Linked DNA regions of Mus musculus: region 1 is linked to region 2. Evidence: chromatin contacts called from public HiChIP or PLAC-seq data. All regions are on one chromosome and are shown on one strand. Each heading gives the region's core, a stretch centred on a gene start, on an enhancer-like site or on the middle of the called end of the contact. The rest is flanking DNA. Distances are from core to core; before and after follow the strand shown.

What was found. HiChIP or PLAC-seq counts read pairs in DNA pulled down with a chosen protein or histone mark.
Region 1: an HNF4G HiChIP or PLAC-seq map of pancreatic cancer cells shows a contact between it and region 2. The contact joins two enhancer-like sites. A contact is called at or near these places in 4 of 39 promoter capture datasets (the 3T3-L1 cell line, HPC-7-derived erythroid cells and liver), 4 of 484 Hi-C or Micro-C datasets (embryonic stem cells, epidermal suprabasal cells, pancreatic cancer cells and 1 more) and 4 of 115 datasets of contacts at active chromatin or transcription factors (the 3134 cell line, extraembryonic endoderm stem cells, pancreatic cancer cells and 1 more).

The regions. Positions count from the first base shown.
Region 1 is chr2:60,699,649-60,702,748 of GRCm38.p6, reverse strand. The region is part of intron 2 of Gm33436 (a long non-coding RNA gene); the gene reads right to left. It also overlaps a transcript of Itgb6 not described here. Among named protein-coding and RNA genes, the nearest start is that of Gm33436, 8.6 kb to the right of the region's middle. Within about 2 kb of position 1,533, at least 73 of the 459 cell types and tissues checked have an H3K27ac peak or open chromatin away from gene starts, as enhancers often do. A contact at or near this core is called in pancreatic cancer cells, where this site is marked.
Region 2 is chr2:60,599,307-60,602,733 of GRCm38.p6, reverse strand. Itgb6 (integrin beta 6) reads left to right here. Exons shown (of 15, transcript NM_021359.3): 15 at 2,151-3,427. The coding sequence ends at 2,249. Among named protein-coding and RNA genes, the nearest start is that of Pla2r1, 48 kb to the right of the region's middle. Within about 2 kb of position 1,728, at least 6 of the 459 cell types and tissues checked have an H3K27ac peak or open chromatin away from gene starts, as enhancers often do. A contact at or near this core is called in pancreatic cancer cells, where this site is marked.

The DNA of each region.
Region 1 (3,100 bases), core at 284-2,783, 100 kb before region 2:
TATCCAAGGCATGGAAATTTCCATTTTTCAGTCTCTACCACTCTTCTCTGGTCTCTACCTCCAGCTGATCTACATGGTGGCATCCTCCAGATCCCTGTGGCCACTGGCAAGTCTCAGTAGCTGGGTACACAAAACTCCCTGCTAAGGATGTTTTCTTAAAAATCTGTTGAAGTGGAGATGGATATGAAGATAACAGAGAGAGTGGGGGAGGGGGAAAGAGAGTTACAAGAAACACAGAGGGAGGGAGGGAGGGAGGGAAGGAGGTAGAGAGGAGACAGAGAGAGAGACACACAGACAGACATTTATGTGCTAGCATGAAGTGGGTGAGAATACTACTCCTCACACAGAAAGCCATTAGCGTCCTGACAGAGGGAGGGAACTGTAAGCCAAATGCACCTCTGGAAAGACAAAGGATTGGGCAAGGCAGTTCCTGTGTCTAAGGGGCAGATAACAGAAACCACAAACCTGAGCCAGATGTGCAAGTGAACGTTTTCTAGAAGTCAGACCAGAAGAAAGGAAAAAGAAACATGAGGTACTTGTATCTCATTTGGACCAATTAAAAATGATTTGGATATATAATGTCCTTTTTTAAAGGTGGTCACACTAAACCTTTAAAATTCGATGCACAGCTGATACTCGTACATCTCCACCTTAGACTCTTCACCTCTCATGGGCCCCATGGTTGGTTACATATGGCAACAGCATACTGAACAGACAGTAGAAGGGCAAGAAATGGTTGATCAACTTAAAAGTTTTGCCTAGAAATCCCCCAACCACTTGGTGGGGTTCAGAAGAGAGCAACCCTTATTGAGTCCCAATTCTGTGCTTTATTAAAATATAATAACTTGTTTTATTGTCACTTAGGCATCCCAGCTAAATGGCAGCTAAAGGGTAAATCTGATGAACTGGGCTCACGATCTTGCCTCAATTCCTTCGACCACTGTTGTTTATGCTCAGGGCATCTCAGTCTGCTTCCTCACCTCTAAAACTCGGAGTAACTGTATCTAGCTTAAGAAGCTATTGTAGGGGCTGGAGAGATGGCTCAGTGGTTAAGAGCACTGACTGCTCTTCCAGAGGACCTCAGTTCAATTCCCAGCAACCACTTGGTAGCTTACAAGCATCTGTAATGGGATCCAATGGCCTCTTCTGGTGTGTCTGAATTGAGAGATCGTGTACTGATATATATTAAATAAATAAATAGAAGAAGGAGGAGAAGATGGAGAGGAGAAGGAGAAGGAGAAGGAGAAGGAGAAGGAGAAGGAGAAGGAGAAGGAGAAGGAGAAGGAGAAGGAGAAGGAGAAGAAAGAAGGTGTGTACCAGCACACAAGGCCTTAGGTTCATTTTAGGGTCTCAGATAAAAAGCTAATCCTTGAGACCGAGTCTTTTCAGTGGAGGTTCAATGCACCAGACTATGGGTAAAAATCCTTAGCTACTGATGATGATACTTCACTTGACATGTGTGTACCTCGATTCCTCTTCGTATTCCCTGGGGACTCTTTAATGAGATCTAGCTCCAGCCTGACTCATGCAGATAATAATAACAATAAAGATTATGATTCCATAACCACACATATACAAAGTATGAGACATTATCGCTTCTACCTCAGCAAGTGACAAAATTAGTCTACAATTTTTCCCGGTCCCTGACAAATCTTCTCACCAAGTAACCTGATAGGCTGCATGAACACTTTAATGGTTACTGGCTCAGTTCTTTGATGCACACTGTTCCTGTTTCCAAAGTGCCTTTTTCTAGAGTGTTCCCCAGTCATATCCTGTGGCCTTTCAGGTCAGGTTGACTATGTCAGGCAGGAACTCTTCTGACCTCCAGCATCTATTACCTCACACACTACCTCATACTGTCATCAAACTACTTCAGAGATCTGTTTTTTTATCTAACTACCCAGAGGATTCTTAAAGACAAGGCCCTTGTGGCTACGTGTTTTTTGTACAATACTGTACTTAAAATATTTTATTGACTAAATACATGGATATATTTCTGTGTCATGAGGCTGGGTTTATAATAGATATTTAAGTCCTGTTTAATTAAATAATTTGGGGGTTTGAAAAACTGCATAGTTCTCTTCGAAGCCACAAAGCTCTGCCATGGTTTGAAGGTCTCCAATTGTCTAATTCTCCTGTCTCGGCCACATCTCTTAGACCTCGAATGTGAGTTACTCAGTCTTCCTGAGTTTCAATTTTTTTCTTTTACATGTCTGCTTAAGAGTACTAACACTGTGTGTTATTAATATCTTCGAGCAAAAGAATGAATTATCCTGCAAAGCATATGATCACAGTGAATCAGAAAGCAATCAAACTATATGGATACCGAAAACTTTGGCCCCAGGTGAAACTGAAAAATGAAATTGAAAACAGTGATGCAGCCGTGTGCACCTCTCCTCACTCAGCAAAGCAGCACAGAATGTACAGGGGCCATGAGGAAACTCTCCATGCCCTCAAAGCGATGAGCCACCATGTGTGAGTAAGGCTGAGGAGAAGGAAAAAAATGCTCCTGTGTCTGGCAGGCCAGAGGAACTCCCAGTTCTGGGAAAGATGATCATGACATAGACTTGAGTCACTTCTCTGCAGTTTGTCAATAAAAGCCCCTAAGGGACAGTGTGGACTTTAGAGATAACGTCATGATGACATTCAGGGATCTGTAAGTTCCTGGGGCTCCCATAAGGTTCTGTTCTCCATCTTCACCCTTTTGGAGGTTTTCATGGAGTTGGGAAATTAGCAAACACAGTGAAATGGTGACTGTTGGCAAAGCAAGGCTCCCTTTGAAAGTCTGAGTTTGAGGCCCTTAGAGACTGGATTGAAGGTTTTCATGAGAGCAGGCCTTCAGGTTTATACTTAATTGTTCTGATATGAGACTGCTATCAGAATACACACACACACACACACACACACACACACACACACACACACACACACACCAGCCAGTTCCGCCCTCAGCTGTCACCCTTGTTGCTACTGATAGTTCATCAGGGGAAAAACAGAACATTTGGCCATGTGAGTGTACTACACTCTCCTCCTTCGGCTGCTTGCAAGAGCCTCCTTTGCTCTTCAAGACTGTAATTTAAAATATTTGAAACCGAAGGAT
Region 2 (3,427 bases), core at 479-2,978:
TAACCACCTCCCCTCCCGCTCCTGCTCATGAAGCACAAATGCTAGCATGCTTTACTGAACCCTCACCATCAGCTGAGGTCAGGTCCCACCTCCTTCCTTCACCTCCACGGGAGTGTGGACTTGTTTCTTCTCCAGTTAACATCGCTTCCTTCCCTTCCAACTAGGGTGGACTCCTAGTCCATTGACCCTCTGCAAGGAATCCCTGAACTAGTCCAGACTGGAGTAAGTGAAGTTTAGAAGTAATTGAGACCTGCACAAAAGTAGATAATCAACTATCTACAAAACAGTGTTGTATTGCCCTGTCTCTTGAAACTTGAGCCATCCCCTCTAGAGTGCCTATAAAATCTATTTGGTGGGGTTACTGAGATGGCTCAATGGGTAAAGCACGCAAGCAAGAAAACCTGAGTTCCTATTCCTACCAACCATGTAAAAGCCAGACCCGGTAACTCAAATCTACAACTCCTGTGTTGGAGGGTTTAGAAACTGGCAGATCCTGGGGCTCACTAACCAGTCAGTCTAGCCAAAATGGTGAGCTCCATAGCACCGAGAGACTATGTCTCAAAGGGAGTAAGGGTGGGGTTCAATAAAAGATATACAGAATTGACCTCCACCTCCTATACACATGCATGCACAGGCAAGCATAGTTGCACACCCATCTTTAACACAGACACACAAAATTCTATTGCATATGGGGGGTAGGTATATTTTAATATGACTGACAGATATGGGGTAGGGCCTACGAGCAAGTACTAGTCCTAAAAAGGCCTAAGCTGGCCTTGATCACTGCCTACTTGTTCTTCTGATTCCATAACCCCTCCCTCTCTTCATCCCAGGCTTCAGCTATCATCCCTGCCTGGTTTTCTAATCTTGCCCACATTTTCTAATCTTGCCTCTTTAACCAATGCCTTCATCAATAATTCCTAGACCTTAAACTTCATAAACTTCTGGGTTTTATTGCAAATGAGACTCTACACCTACCTGAGACCATAGCCGTTACTATTCACCTTTTAAAGCTTATACTGCTTATGGCATCTGGATTAACTATCCAGGCTAACCTTAGGAGTACAGACAATACAGCAAGCTGGCTTTCATCAACCAGGAAGCTCTAGCCAAGAAACAACTTTTTCTTGTCCTCAGTGCAGATATGGCATTGGTCTCTCTGAAGTCACATGACCAAGAGCACTTGGTCAGAGGTTGGATCACTAGCTCAAAGCAGTATAGACGTAGCTATAGGGGCAATTCCCATACAGAGGGAGTGTTATCACAAATCTAAGGGCAAGGTTAGGTGAGATCAGGAAATGTTTTTGCTTTCATCAGTTCTTCTGATAGCAAATACAATTTTGTTAGTATATAGATAAAATTCTTTTCCCTGAGGGGTTGTAAACGATATCTACCCTTCATCCTAAAGTCCCATGGTAAACCAGGCACTATTCTACCAATGTTCATTCTGGAGAACTGCAAAGTTTATTGGGCTTCTTCACAGAATACAGGAGGGTGGATGACCATGAGTGTGTAGCTACTCCTCCCATAAACAGCTTTGGAGACTGCTAGCCAGCCAGTCTAGTCAAATTGGAGGGGTCCTCCCCCACCCCTCCAGTGTAGGAGGCAGGTGTGTGGGTCCTCCTCCCACAAACCTACAAATAGCCCTGGAATGCTACCCAGCCAAGTCTAACCAAACTGATGGGCTCTACCCTGGCCTCATGCCAGCCCCATCCCTGTTAACTGAGAGACTCAGAACATAAGGTAGAGGGCCAGCGAGGGTGAGTCAGAGGGTAACAGACATTGTGGTCAAACCTGCTGAACTCAGTTTGATTCTTCGGACCTCAAAGTAGAAAGTCAAAGCTGGCTCCCAAGGTACCCTACACAGGCACACAGTAGCACACAAGTGCCCTTCTGCTACACAAATTGGTGTAATAAAATTAAAAATAATAATTTCAGAGATGTGCATACGCATATAACATGAAATAACAACATAAATGAGATAAAGGTGGATAAAATTTAAAATTTATCAAAATAAATTCAAATAGCTTCCAAGATAGAGCTTTGCTCTCCCATTTGAACTATAACACAAATATTTGAAGATGTGGAAATGGTGTACTAACAAAATGCATCTTTTCTTTGAACCGTTTTTTCCCCCTACTGTTCTTTAGGGAACCAATCCTCTGTACCGAGGTTCCACCAGCACTTTTAAGAACGTGACCTACAAGCACAGGGAGAAGCACAAAGCAGGCCTTTCCTCAGATGGGTAGACAGACCTCCTTCGGCCAGAGAAAGTCAACTCCGCTTGCGTTAAAGGTTTACTGCACTGTATGGTTTATCATGCTTTGTCGCTTCAAAAGGAGGTCGACTTAAGATAATAACAGGTCATTCAACAACCAGTCATTCAGGGCATGAAGGTGAGACATTGTTCGCTGATTGGAAACAATCAAGAAAAGAATATCCCAAGCAAAGAGATGAATTCAAGATCCCTTGAAGAATATAAACTCTGTTGCATTAATGCCTCAAAAAAAAAAATCATCAAAACGATTCCCGGGAACTTGATTTGCATTTGAAAAATGTTCAGAATTAGAATCTCATTTGCTTCCGGAATCCAGCTACCTAAAGTCTTTGTCTCCAAAAAAATCCCGGAGTCCTTATGCATTGTCTACCCATACTTGCAGAAAAATCTATTTCCTGAAGGAATTTGTTTCTTTGGTTGGTTTGGTTTGGTTTTGTTTTTTTATTTCCTTTCCTTTTCTTTTTTTCTTTTTTCTTTCTTTCTTTCTTTCTTTCTTTCTTTCTTTCTTTCTTTCTTTCTTTCTTTTTCTTTTTTTTTTTTTTTTAGAAAGGGTGTCTCTATGGCCATTCTGGAACTGACCAGGCTGCCTGGCCTTGAACTCACAACCATGGAACTGCCTGTCTCTGCCTTCCATTTCATGCTCAGAGATCTTAACTTTTATGTATGAGAAATGAGAGTCTGATTTCCCATCAACTGAAAGAATCCAGTTCTCCCAGAGTGACTTCCCAAGTGAGAGATTGAAAATTAAGTCATGGGCTTGTACTCTTAAAAGACATGGACACAAGTATTTTGTTTGAAAGAGGAGGAAGGGGTAATTTATAAAATGTGTTGCTAGTAACACTAAAGATATGGGTCCTCCGTGTTCAATTGCCCTCTGATCCCCAAGTTTCCCTCCTATTATTCCACATTTCTCAATTATTGCACTCAACTACAGTCTTCAAAACTCCACAACTGTCATACAAAAGTATCCACTTTTTAAAAAATCACTTTAAGTTATTCGCTTGTCAACTAGAATTTTGAGAATAGAAAAGAAACCTAGGGTAACAGAATCAAAGGCTACACAGCTTTATATCAAATGTGTCAAGACTGTGGAAGTCCCGCATGAAGTCTGCCCTACATGTAGGACATTCCTATCCCGTATGTACCACC